Regions from separate parts of the Sus scrofa genome. Here region 1 is linked to region 2. The links are chromatin contacts, called in public HiChIP or PLAC-seq maps. All regions are on one chromosome and are shown on one strand. The core of a region is the stretch at or near the end of the contact, and the rest is flanking DNA. Distances in the headings are between cores, read along the strand shown.

Evidence for each region. HiChIP or PLAC-seq counts read pairs in DNA pulled down with a chosen protein or histone mark.
Region 1: a contact with region 2 is called in an H3K27ac HiChIP or PLAC-seq map of skeletal muscle, with 11 times the contacts expected there. The contact joins the promoter of TMEM242 here to the enhancer-like site in region 2. A contact is called at or near these places in 3 of 5 promoter capture datasets (fetal liver, fetal skeletal muscle and liver), 22 of 47 Hi-C or Micro-C datasets (adipocytes, alveolar macrophages, blood and 13 more) and 2 of 2 datasets of contacts at active chromatin or transcription factors (alveolar macrophages and skeletal muscle).

Annotation. Positions count from the first base shown.
Region 1 is chr1:9,665,577-9,672,119 of Sscrofa11.1, forward strand. It overlaps TMEM242 (transmembrane protein 242), which reads left to right and starts at 2,328. Exons shown (of 4, transcript NM_001185165.1): 1 at 2,328-2,440; 2 at 2,926-3,026; 3 at 5,811-5,948. The coding sequence starts at 2,353. LOC110259913 (a long non-coding RNA gene) reads left to right here and starts at 921. Exons shown (of 3, transcript XR_002342395.1): 1 at 921-1,111; 2 at 1,217-1,272; 3 at 1,902-2,047. LOC110259916 (a long non-coding RNA gene) reads right to left here and starts at 590. Exons shown (of 2, transcript XR_002342397.1): 1 at 295-590; 2 at 1-58.
Region 2 is chr1:9,355,040-9,361,950 of Sscrofa11.1, forward strand. The region is part of intron 8 of ZDHHC14 (probable palmitoyltransferase ZDHHC14); the gene reads right to left. Among named protein-coding and RNA genes, the nearest start is that of SNX9, 120 kb to the left of the region's middle. Within about 2 kb of position 4,547, at least 1 of the 83 cell types and tissues checked has an H3K27ac peak or open chromatin away from gene starts, as enhancers often do. A contact at or near this core is called in skeletal muscle, where this site is marked.

The DNA.
Region 1 (6,543 bases), core at 1,078-3,577, 310 kb after region 2:
TCTCCGTGCTGTGGACAGCATCCAGGTGACTTCTTCCAGCCGGTGGGGGCTTCAGCACCTGCAAAACAGCTCCAAGGACATGGCTCAGAATATTATCTAGAGGCTTTGAAGAAGAGCTAACTAAAGGTCCTTGACTTTGTTGACCAGCTGAACTATCCTTATTCTGAATTGCTTCACTCTTCTCACTTCTCTGATTAAACTGATTCTTTGAAGTTTTTCTATAGAGAAAAAGGCAGGTGGAGGACGTGAGTGGGGGCCACTCTGGGAAGGCCTCCCAGGGTCCTGCTCAGTTACCTTCAAAGGATCCGAAGTTAAATGAATGCTATGTGATTTCTCCCACACAGAAATTTGAACAGAGCAGTAGTGCTCAACCTGGCTGATCAGCAGAAGCCCTGTGTAGCTCTTTAACTGTGCTGCCTGGCCCTTTGAAGTTGTCATCTCTAGTGGTAGGCCCTGGGTATCTATAATTTTAAAAAATCTCTGAAAGCAATTTTGCAAAACGGATACTGGAATCTAAGGGGGCAATAGCTAGAGCTAAGTTGTCCTGAGTGTTTGTGCCAGGCACTAGGCTAACACCTTTACCTAATTTAATTAAATTCTTACCTGATTTTGATAGGGATAGAGTAGGTACAGGTGGTTGTAGAAGTCCCAATAGGGGATCATGGATTAAGAGGGAGACTGGGGGATGTTGGGAGACTGAAAGTTCAGGAAGGCCATCAGAATGAGGCAGCCTTGCTTCACCAGTGGAGGTGCGAGAATTGCCTCATGTCATTGGGTGGGGAATGGGATGAGGCCTGCTTTCAGATTCAGACCAAGGGCAAGAGTTTGAAAATCCGCCCTTCAGCTGATTTGAATACACACCTTACCGGATACTAAGGAGGAGCTACTACTCCTGGAAAGGAAGAGGCGGGCCTTTCCAATCCCCACGCCCCTTGGATGATAAAACCGTGGCCCACCGGATCATCCTGGGGCAAAGCTTCCTCTCCTGCCGGCCAGCTTTTCTCAGAAATGTCCCATCCTAACCTGTTCCTTGCCTATCACTTTGTTTCTGGCTGCATTCCTTTTGCACAGAGGCATAAAGAACTTGAGCCTTGGTGAGTCCAGACACAGGGTGAGTAACTTGAATTTAAAACTGTGGGTTCAAGTCCCAATCTGGGTTTTGACTGGGTTCAGGCCGTTAGTGCTGTCAGTTTCAATTTCATTTAATTCTCAACAGCAGCACCACGAAGAAGCTACTACCCGTGTCTTTATTTTGCAGATGAGGAAACTGAGGTAAGTAAGCCTAATAAAACTATCACATTCACATAGCTGATCAATGGTTTAGGACCTGAGCCCAGGTTTGGGCTATTAACTGCGTTTTAACTGATGCGTTCATTGACTCATTCACCCAAAATTAATTTATTAGGGATGACCTGAGGTAATACCCGAGAGCGGGGGTATGTGAATAAAGATCTCCATCCCCGTGCTCAAGAAGTTCATGGCTTTTGTTGTTGTCGTTCAGAATGAACAAGAATCGCCCAGATTGCCTCATTTTAAAAGATAGATATCTTTACACAAGATACTACCAGCCTCCTCCTCTCAATGGCCATTTACAGAATCCACCACCGTTTGCAATGCAGCCTCCCGGTCTGAAGGTGGGCGTCTGCCCATCTCCAGTGTTGAGAGATGCTGGGGCAGCCTTCAGGTTCCGTGTTAGCAACTTCTTAGGGTGAACCTCTGCTCTCCTGGCTGGGGTTGTGCCATTCTCTTCCAGTTCAGCACGCTAGCCATTCAGTCCCCTGGGTAGGCTAATCAGTAAGGCCGTGGGGTAGGAATCCCATCAACACAGAGCTGATAGGCTGGCAGTTTTCCTGGGATAAAACCTGTCGCTTACACCTAAACTGACAACTGATACCAAACAGCCCAGCCAAGCAAACAGGACAGACAGGCCTACGTTTTAGAATTGTGAAATGTTAACGCTGGCCAAATCCCTGGATCTGGAAACTAAGCTGTGGAGTCTCTAACCTGGCTGGGACTGGGCTCCTGCCATCTGCGACCCCTCACTGCCTCCTAGAGTCAGAGCTGCGCAACGTTTCAAGAAAACGGCACTAAAGTGCAGCAATCATCACCCTGGAGCAAGCAAAGAACCGTCCTTGGTTGATGGCCTCGGAGGGCGCCGCCCCCGGAGCGCAAAGCCACCGCACCTTCTCCAGTGCGCAGGGGAGGAGAGAAGGTTTGGAGGTAGAGGTCGCTCTCCGGATCGGTATTCAGGTTGCACAGAGAAGGGCGGCAGCGGAACCTTTCTCCTCTGCCTCCCTCTCGCTTCCACCCGGGTCCAGTTGGGGCCGGACGCAGTGGTGGGGGCTTGTAAACATGGAGTCACAGGGCGCTGGGACTGCGGAGTCGTCCTCTCGATTGGAGGCTCCGGCACCCACTGACGACCGGCTTTTCCTGGTTAAAGGTGTGGTGAGGTGCAGGTGTTGGGGTGAACTCACTCGGGGCCGTAGCTTGCACTGGTGCGGGCATTCCCACGCACACTTCGCTTGGGTGCCCCCCAGAGTTTAGCGATGCGTTGGGGTCTGGTCCCGGGAGAGCTCTCGTGTGTGCTGCATTTACCCCATTCCCTCTGCAGTTTCTCTCTTGCCCTTCCTTTTCTAACTCCCACTATCGGTTTTTCCTCCCTGGGAGCAATTTCACGGAGCTGTCCCCGGAAAGAGGAGAGGGGACTCTGTGCCTATTCTTTGCTCTTGAACAGATATCTTGGAATGGCCTCAGAAACCAGAGGTCATGGGGTTACACAGCCGTTGTCACTTATCTTTGACAAGAGCTACTTAGCTATCGGTTCTCTAAATTTCAAAAGTGGTTTTAAATAGTGTCTGACACTGAACTTGTGCACATCATTTTAACTTCAGAGTTTTTTCTTTTCCTGCCCTACCCCTCTGGCAGGTGGAATTTTCCTTGGTACTGTTGCTGCAGCGGGAATGCTAGCTGGATTTGTTACAACATTATCGTTGGCTAAAAAGAAAAGTCCTGAATGGTTCAATAAGGTTTGTGACACCAAAATCCGTTCATAGCATTATTATTTATAGGTCAATGTCAGCTGTTTTGCATAGCAAAAGTAAAGACATAGCAAAAGTAAAGAAAGTGTTGATGGCCTTTCATATTACTTTAAGAAGTAAGCCAATATGCACCTCATAGATTCAAGACGTGTGCAAATTAGTCAACTGTCTTTATTTTGATTTCAAAAGAAGTACTAAATTATGTGCTTTTTAAACTTTTAGCACCACTTAAAAAAAAAAAGCCAGTTAAATTTTTGAGACAGCGCTGCAAGAGGTACTTCTGTCTCAGACATGTTAGAATGTTGAAATAAAGTGCATGTTAGTATCCATGAAGAACATAGGTCGGCTCCTTGAACCCAGTGACCTTGCTCCATAGAATATTGCCTGGCACATAGTAAGTAGGTGCTCAATAAGTTTTGGTTGAATGACTATAATACAGTGAAACTATTTTCTAATACCTCTTATGCTTAAAGACATAGGTGCCTCTCCTCTTCTGCCTGTTCTTAGCAAGGATTAATCTGCTATTCACAGGTGTAGGGACTATGGAGAACAAAGTATTAAGTTTGTCAGAAGACTTTATGATTCTATAATCCTGTGGGATTCCAACATAAATAAATTTGTAGTATGAAAGTAGCTTAGAAACAAACCTCTCTATATGTAAGTTTCTCAAATAAGTTGGGAGAAGGATTAATCCATAGAGTGGTGCCAGGGCAGTTGCTAAGCTATCAGGGAAGTAAACTCTAGTTAGTTACCAGCTCCCATTAAAACTAAGTACCAGGGAATTCCCGTTGTAGCTCAGTGGGTTAGGAACCTGATTAGTATCCACGAGGATGCGGGTTCAAAGGATGTGGCATTGCTGTGGCTGTGATTTAGGCCGGCATTTGCAGCTACAATTCAACCCCTAGCCTGGGAACTTCCATATGCTGCAGGTGTGACCCTAAAGAGCAAAAACAAAACAAAAGTACCAGATGAACTCAAAAGTTAAGGGTGAAAACAAAATGCAGCTAGAAGAAAAGAGAAATTGACTGTGACTTTTGGGTGAGGGAAGTTTTAGCAAGCTTAAAAGCATTAAAATGCATCTTTGACCAAAAACAAACAAAAAGCAAAATAAGAGGATAAAAGGAAGCCAAACTAGGGAAATACGATAGCCCATATGACAGATATACAGCTTCAAAGAATATTAATATATGATTAATGTACAAATCAGAAAACTTTATTTTTTTTAATTTTTAATTTTTTGCTTTTTTTTTTTTTTAAGGGCTGCATCTGTGGCATATGGGAGTTCCCAGGCTAGAGGGAGAGGTAGAATTGGAGTTGCAGCTGCCAGTCTATGCCACAGCCACAGCAAGATCCAGATTGGAGCCACATCTGTGACCTACACCGCAGCTCACAACAATGCCAGATCATAACCCACCGGGCAGGGCCAGGGATTGATCTTGCATCCTCATGGACACTAGTTGGGTTTGTAACCTGCTGAGCCCCAACAGGAACTCCCAGAAAACTGTAAAAGGCCAAATAACATGAATATGCAATTCAAAAGGCTCATAACTTAGACAAGTACTCATTCTCTGTAACAATATAAATGTAAGTAATTTGTATGTAATTTTTAAAGGTTTCCTTTTTGAGTTTTTGTACTAATACCATTTAATATTGGCTAACTCGAAGCGGTCCTCATAAAACAGCATTGTAACTTAGTACAGCCTTTTTAAAAACACTTTCTTTTTTTTAATTTATTTTATTTTTTTATTATTTATTTATTTTGTCTTTTTGCTATTTCTTGGGCCGCTCCCGAGGCATATGGAGGTTCCCAGGCTTAGGGGTCTAATTGAAGCTGTAGCCACTGGCCTACGCCAGAGCCACAGCAACGCGGGATCCGAGCCACGTCTGCAACCTACACCACAGCTCATGACAATGCCGGATCCTTAACCCACTGAGCAAGGGCAGGGACCGAACCCGCAACCTCATGGTTCCTAGTTGGATTCGTTAACCACTGTGCCACGACGGGAACTCCTAAAAACACTTTCTAGTGTGTATCAGCATATAAAATCCAAGCCGCATCTGTGACGTATACCAGGGCTTGCATTAATGCCAGATCCTTAACCCACTGAGTGAGGTCAGGGATTGAACCCGCATCCTCATGAATACTAGTTAGGTTCTTAACCTGCTGAGCCACAACAGGTACTCCTAATTTTTTGTCAAGTATGGTAGTATTTTACAGATGTAGATTTTTACCTTAATATTATGTCTTGAAATCAGAAGGAGCGTCACTGTTTATTTTCTAGTTTCTTATTAATATTTGCCATGAACTGAATTTTTATGCGCCAGGCATTTTGCACATATAAAAGTCCTCGTATGTCTTTTCTCAGATTTAGGTCACCTCTCACAGGAACTCCTCTTTAAAATGTCCCCTTCCTGGGCCCATCATGCCCTGTGTATATATGTACATGTAGTTCTATCATTGCCCTTTCTGTTTGGCTCGTAACTAGCTCCGAGGTGTCTGCGTTGCCCACTCCCCCACCCTGGGACTGAAATGTTTTGTCAGAAGGCATTATTCTGTTTACCTAGCACAGAGCCATGCATACTCAAGTATTTGTCAGAGAAGTTGTCACTTAAGTCATGCAGTTATTAAATAGCAAAGCTGGTATTTGAACTTGGGTTGATCAGACTTCCCAACATGGTGCTTGCACAGAGAGTCATTGATTTCAAACTCTCCGGAGGTTTATCCTTTCAGAGCTGATGAATTTTACCCACGGCTTTCTGGCTTCATTGCAGGGAAGCATGGCCACGGCTGCCTTGCCAGAGAGCGGCTCTTCCCTTGCCTTGCGAGCCCTGGGCTGGGGCTCACTTTACGCGTGGTGTGGTGTTGGCGTGATCAGCTTTGCCATCTGGAAAGCTTTAGGAGTTCACAGTGTAAGTAACGACACTCTTCTAACTGGTATCTGGAATGTTTGTTCTACTTGACGAGGTCTGCATCTTCCAGGTTCTCAAATTTGCATATAGTTTGTTCCGCTGTCTGGGAAGTGATAACAGAATTGACTGAATTCTTACTAATAACTAGGCAACTTCTCATTACTAGTATATCATATAAATAACTTAAATATTTGAAGGTGGTGAAACTGCAAATATAATTAATGGCTAATTCATAGCAAATGTTCTATGTAAATTTTTACAAGAGCCACTCATTCAGTAAAATTACTTAATGTAGAACTTTCTATGCTGCTTGACATCCACATATATATAAACATCCTTGAATATAGTTAAAGAGTTTTTAAATTAACATTTAAATTATTAATGTGTTCACACATTACTGGAGAAAGATTCTAAAACCTGTGTGTGTGTGTGTGTGTGTGTGTGTGTAATTTATTCACCAAGCTAAAAAGCTGTATATTCAGAATAATTGGCTTCTTTTTATTTAAAGTACTTGTGGAACGTCCTGTAGACCAGGCTGTTTGTGACAGGTGAGAATTGGTGGTTTAGAATGTATGGCACAGTGAGTTGATGAAAA
Region 2 (6,911 bases), core at 3,297-5,796:
GGTGGGGACGCAGAGCAGCGGGGCCTTCAGGGCTGCAGGCAGCTCTGGTCCGCTCCTGCTCTCCAGCGCTGTCAGCTCCGTTCAGCACATCGGCTTAGTCTTGACAGAGCAGAGGCGGAGAAGAGCAACCTTCCTCATTAAACATGCAGCTTCTGGAAACTATCCAGGGCTTTGGATATACTGTGCCTTGCAAAGAACATCGTATGAAAATCACCATTTAGTGTCCTGGCTGACAGCGACAGCCCCTCTTCCTGCAGCTCAGCACAGTCTCTGAGCCGCCCCTGCCTATGACCCCAGGGTTCAGACGCCACCGCTGCAGAGAGCTCCAGCTCTCTCTTCAGGTGCCTTCCAGATGGTGGAAGCCTGTTCTCAGCTCTTCTTCTGGGGCTTTCACTCATCCTAATACCTCTGTGCACGCAGCACCCCAGTTCTGGGGAAAGATGAAACTGCAAATTAGAATTGCTTGTCTCTGCTGACTTGAAGAAAGCCTTTTTTTTTTTTTTTTTTAATTGAAAATTGATTGCAAATTCTCTTCTAGGGATCAGCTCCAGCACTTCTGATGGGCTCTTCCAGACTCACAGAAAAAGAGGTTAGCAGTCAGAGCTGGAGGAGACTTTCAAGGTCAGGTGGCACAAGCAGAAGGGGAAGGGCGAGCCCCCCACTCTCTTAGCTCTTCCTCCCTCGGTCTCTCAGTAGCATCCTTTCCCCTTTCCTGGTCACGCCTCTGCAGCTGTGCCCCGTGGTACCCACCAGAACCTTCAGGGAGAACAGGGCTGCCAAGAGTGGCCTGTTAAGTTCCTTGGAGATCAGGTCCATGGGGAGGGTAACATGGAGTTTGAGGTGCCTTCTGAGACTGTACCCTAAAGCATCCCTGTGCTGCATGGCAACAGCACCAGCTTAACTGGTTTTGCCTCCTTAAATAGGTTGTTGATGAATTAAACAAGTTACCGACAAAAATAGCACTGCACACGTGCAAGGCCTGAACTCTTGTCTCCAGGATGACCCCAGAGCCAAGAATCTTTGGTTTATGGAACTCAAAAAAGAGAAGTGCTGCCACTGGAGCCCTTTACGAAGCGAGAAGTCTTTCAATAAAGAAAACCTGGCTTCCAGTGGCCCCAGTTGCTTAAATTGACTAACTCAAAACCAGCCAATCAGCTTCCAAGTTTCAAATTCCCCCGACCCCTTAAATTTCACCCCAAAAGCCCGGATGGAGTCCTGCTTCCTGTTTCCTTGAGAATGGACCCTGCAGTAGAGCCCTCTCTTTCCTCAAAAGCAGGTGCCATAGTCTTGGCTTCTCTGTGTGTTGGGCAGGCAGCCCTTGATAGGTAGGTCCAGTTCAGGGCCTTTTGCTTGCTGTTCTCCAAGGCCTTGCTTATTGTTTTGTTTTGCATATTGTTATCTTTTTCTTAAAGAGAGCTCCAAATTGCAGCACTCAGACCCCTCCAAACCTGGGTCCGCTCCTGCACACACCCCTTGGCGCTTTCCTGCAGCCAAACAAACAGCACACTAAAACTGTAGCAAATCCGTGCCCAGGCTCACAGCAGGACCCCACTGAAAATGCTCTCCCGTTTCCCATGGGGAAAGCTTAAGGACTTAAATATGTGAAAGAAGGCATTTAGCCTAAGCCATTTAATCTTTAAAAACTCAAAAATGTCACCCACAAATCTTTTCCAAATGATTATTTTGAACGCTGACTTATATTATCTGACTTCAAGCGCCTCTTCTATAGGGATTTGCTTAAATACGTTAAAAGAGGACTGTGGAGTATGGCTGTGGATATGTCCCTTGTTTTGGGACTGTTTCATATTAATAATGAACCTACTCTGTCTGCATCCCCTCCCCCAGTTCACCCTGTGGCGAGACGTGTATCAGTGAGCACATCGCTGGGACCAGGAACCTCAGGGTCTAATCCTGCTGCCACCCAGAACTTTGAAAACAGTTGCCCACATTCAAACTGATTTCTATTCAGAAGACCAAGCCCATCTGAGGGTGCTCAGGAACCAGGCTTTCTTCCACAGGATATGGTCTGTGTAAATGTCCTATTGTTTCATAACAGGACACGAAAATGGGTTCTAACCATGGAGCAGGCAAGGGTTCTACCCAGTGGAATCTGTAAGGCTCATGATATTAAATTTGCATGATTTTAACTTCTCAGAAGAAACTCAATGGCTGAGATTATCTGATTTAAAGAAAAGGCAGCCTTTCCCTCATCTTGCATGCTGCCAAAATTCCGAGGAGGACGGATGGATCAAACACCACAATCCCCATATGGGAACTTCGAGGATATTTTCAGGGTTATTGTGAAGACGACCCATGAAGAAAATGTCCTTACGCCTCTGCCTTTCTGCCTTTTGCTTCTAATTTTATGTGCTCGGGTCTTGTTGGTTTTCCTCCTTTGTGTTCTCCCTCTCTGGCCTCGTCAGTTCTCTCCTCACTCCCTCTCACCCTGTCTTTCGTCAGCTTCCCTCCCACGCCTCCTTTCCCCCTCTTTCCTCTTCCTCCTCTCCTTTTCCTCCTGCCTCTCTCTTAACTTTGACCTTTTTATGCCACCAACCCGCCCTCTGGGCTGTTCACTTGAGGACTCTTCTTTTCAACCAGTAGGGGGAGACCTTACTGCTCACTTTTTTCTCTCAGAGCTTGGTAGCAGGGCTTCCATGCCAGCAAGAAATTCAAGAAGCCTTGGGGTGTATATTTCAATGTATCTAACCATTTATAGAATCTTAAGGAGAGGCAACCAAGCAGCTGGATATTAGACAGTGAAAATCCACCCCTTTGAAGAGGGAATTGAGAAACTCCTGTTTTCATGCCAAAACACTTCACAGGTTCATGTTTATCAAATATGAGGTTGAACCATAGGAAATGGCCCTTTTTTAGGCCAGAAATCATCCCAATGCTGACGACTGATAGAAAAGAACTGTGAGTGCTTGTAGGGATGTCAATGGACAGGTCCTTCTGCTGGCAGCATAAAAGGAATCCTGTCTGGAGTGCTGGAGCTTTTGCTGCGGTTGCAGTAAGTCAGAGACAGCTGGCTGATTTACTGCCCAAATGAAGCACTGGCATTTAACTTGCAGAGAAGTTTATGGTGTCAGACGTTTGGATGTTACACACATTATCACTTAATGTTACAATTTAAAAATACCATAAGAGATAAGTTATTTTTGTTTCTACAGATTTTCAAAGAAAATTGCTCATGTTGGAATGTATTTTATTTTCTCTAGCTGACTTCTTATCTGAAATGAACCTAGTGTACAGATTAAATGCAGCTAAAACCAAAGCAAGGTGTTTTCTAGAGGGTCTTGTACACAAATAAGAATGAATGCAATGATTTACTCCTTTTGCCCCAGTTCTGTCAAAAGTGTTGGCACTGGGCATCAGTTATTTCTGTTTGGCTGTGAAGCTTGGTTCTGGGTTCTTACGAATGCTCATTTTCTATAATGAAAACACTATAAATTTCTAAAATCTACCTAAACTGTAGGTTAGGAGGAATGCTTCCTTTGTATTCTTTTGTTTTACATTATTGTTTATGTTTGTTCAAGTTATTTGTTCTATTATATTTGATTTTTTAGACTACGCAAAGCAATATCTGTGAAACTAATAAATAATGCGACTGCTAGGTTTAATCTTGTTTTGATATTGGATTAAGGGGATTTAAAATGAGGTTAAGTAAATATAGCAAATGTTTTTGGTTTTTTTTAAAATCCAGCAATTATGTACTATGTTACTATCTCTGTGTTCAGCATGTGATCCCAAAGGATCTTTGTAGCTATAAGTGCCAGATTTAAATAAACTATTACTCCAACGTCATACAGAACTTAAATTATCTGACAATCAAATGAGATATGTACACTAAAAACTGGACCATAACTGGATGTCATGACAGTGCATACACATATTGCCATGGAAAGAACGTCAACATAAGGTAATCATAAAACTAACAGCAGGGGAAAATAGGAATAATGAAAATAGGATCTTCAGTTGGCACTGGGGTTATGTGTATGTACTTCCAGCATGGCTCCTCAGAATTTCATAGGTGTTCATATGACAACAGCTGTACTGCGGTCACATGCATCATTTCAACACTTTAGATGTCATTTCATTACTTTTCTAAAATTTCCTTCCTTGGAAACTGTAACAGAGGGAAGATCAGGTAGGTACTAAATATCCATCCCCATCGTCCAATTATGTGAGATGGTAAGTTAATAGCGAATTTTCCCATTTTTGAGAAAATAAGTAAGACCTCAGTGGGTACTTTGATGATGGCTATCTGTCAATGTTTACCTAATTTTTCTGTGCTGTAATATCAATGTTTATCTAAGACTTAAAGCCTTTACCTCTAATTTCTAAAATAATGCAATTTCCCTGGGAGCAATCTTCCTATCATTTGAGAAATGACTCTCTGATCTAGACTCTAAAATAATATCACAGACAAAAATCTGGCCCAAGATACATAGAATCGCTTTCTCTCCAGCCTTTCCTTCCTCTGCAAATGAACATGCCAAGTCTAGTGCTAAGTATAAAGTCTCCAACTGCTCCTCCTTCAATGTGAGCACTAGAAACACTTTTAGGTCAGAGGAATCATGTTCCATGGCTTATTCAGTATTTACTGTTGGTAGAGAAGGTAACAAAAATGTTTTTCTGGGGAATATGGCAATGTTGGCTGCAAAGAGTGCTCTAATCATAGAGACAAGGCTTCTATTCCCAAGAATGGTAGAAAACCTCTACTGAACTACTCCTTCTGTATACTGGGGGAATATGTATAGAAGTATATAAAACTGCCCAAAATATGTGAAACAAACCACTTCCAACAGTGCACAACAGACAATGCAAGGCTGCAATCCTGAGAGAAGGGAAACTCACAGGGTGAGCCCCACAGTCAACCAGCCCTTTCCTTGGGGGGAATTTCCTGACCATGATATAGGCTAGGGTCTGAACAATGCCAATAACTTCTACTGAGTACAGAAAGCAGAGATAAGAGGGTAAGGAAGCTTAAGTGGCTGAATCTGTATTAGCCATTAGCTGAAGTGCCTATTAAACGAGGATCAACACTCTTCAGGAGATAACAAAATCTAGTCTCTACTATATATTATCCAAAATGTAGTCAATTAAATATCAATAGATGTAAAAATAGATAGAAAAAAATGTAACCTAGCATTAAGAAAAAAAGTGGTGGACAGACACCAAAGCCAAGACAGCCCAGATATACTTAGCAGATAAAGACTTTAAGCAGATAAAGACTTAGCAGATAAGACTTTAAGCATTACAATAATGTTCAAATATTATAGAAAAATATAGCTGCAATACGTAAATAGATGGGGAATCTCAGTAGAGAACTAAAACTCAGCAGAGAAATTAAAAGAACCAAATGAAAATTCCAAAACTAAAAAATGTAACAATCAAAGTGAAAAACTCTCTGGATGAGCTTAACAGTATACTGGAGAAGGCAGAAGAAAAAGTGAACATGAAGACAGATCAAAAGAAATGATCCACTTTGAAGAACTGAGAGAGAAAGTTTAAAGAAAAATGTACAGTCTCAGGGACTTATCCTCTGGGGCAATATCAAATGGTTTAACACATGAGTAACAGGAGTTCTGGGAAAAGAGAAAATTAGATGAAGCAAAAAAAAGAAAAAAGAAAAAAAAAGATATAATGGCCAAAATGCCCCAATTTGATGGAAAAAAAAATGATAACTTTCAGATCCAAGAAACTGAATCAATTCTGAGCAGTTTAATGGTAGAGGTCACCTTTGGATTTGGTCAATAATTCACTTGAGTACTGATGTTTCCACCTGGACAAACCTTTAACCCTAAAGTGCTATAGAATGGTTTGGGCCTAGGGGAGCAATTGAAGAGAAAAAAAAGAGTTAACTCATCATTAGTTAACACTTTAATATTTGTAACCGAGCAGAAACTGAAGCTTCATAGATATCTGCTTGGTCCAGCTGCAGGTTAGATCATGGAGAGGTTATTTTCAGTTCCACAGCCTGGTTCTGTGACCCACCATGGCAAATCAATCATCTTTCTGCACAGAAGGCCCAGGTGGTGTGACTTCCTCAGCCTGGGCGGAGCCTGCATGCCACTCTACTCCCTAAGAAGACCTTCCCACCAGGCTAAGAAAAGCACTTTCCTTAGAGTCAGACTGCCAAGGACAAAATCTCCGCTCAGTCACTGGTTAGCTTTGTCACAAACTTAGCATCCCTGAATCTCAGTCTCCTCAATGGTGCAATTAGAATACCCACATCAGGTGATTTTATGAGGATTAAATGAGATAATGATGTAGCCCAGGGCCTGGCATGTGGTGGTCAATCTCTCTCTCTCTCCCTCTTTCATTTAACTGACACTTACTGAAACCAACACTTACTGAATTAGTCGAGATAACGGGGATATAGTGCTGAACAAATAGCATCAAACACTCAGTTATTATTATTATTATTGCCTGAAATGCTTTTAATAGAGAGTAAAGTATTTCACTCACAACTAAAATTCATATATCCATGGAATTTGGCTTAAATTTCCTTTAAGGCATAGGTGAGTCCTACCAGATCTTTTCCTAAGAGTCAGTTTTGATAGGGAGACGGGATATTCACAAACCTTCCACTGAACGTTTCACCAGCCCGACTCCGTGCCAGACCCTTTGTTATGAAGTGGTGAAGGAAGGGATCTGAACACCATTACCTGCTTCTGGATTATTTTGCAGTTGAGGCCCTTGAAGCTCTTTGGATTAAGTGACTTGGGAGATCACACAGCCTCGCGTCAGAGCTGGCCCAGGCACTCTGACCCCACGTCCTGCGCCCTCTGCCTTTCCCTGCTATGTTCAGTTCTTATATCTGTCCATTTGCAAAGCTTTTCCTTCCATTATCTTTAAGAATTCCCTTACTCTATTATCCTCACTAGGATCCAATTTGACTTGATTTG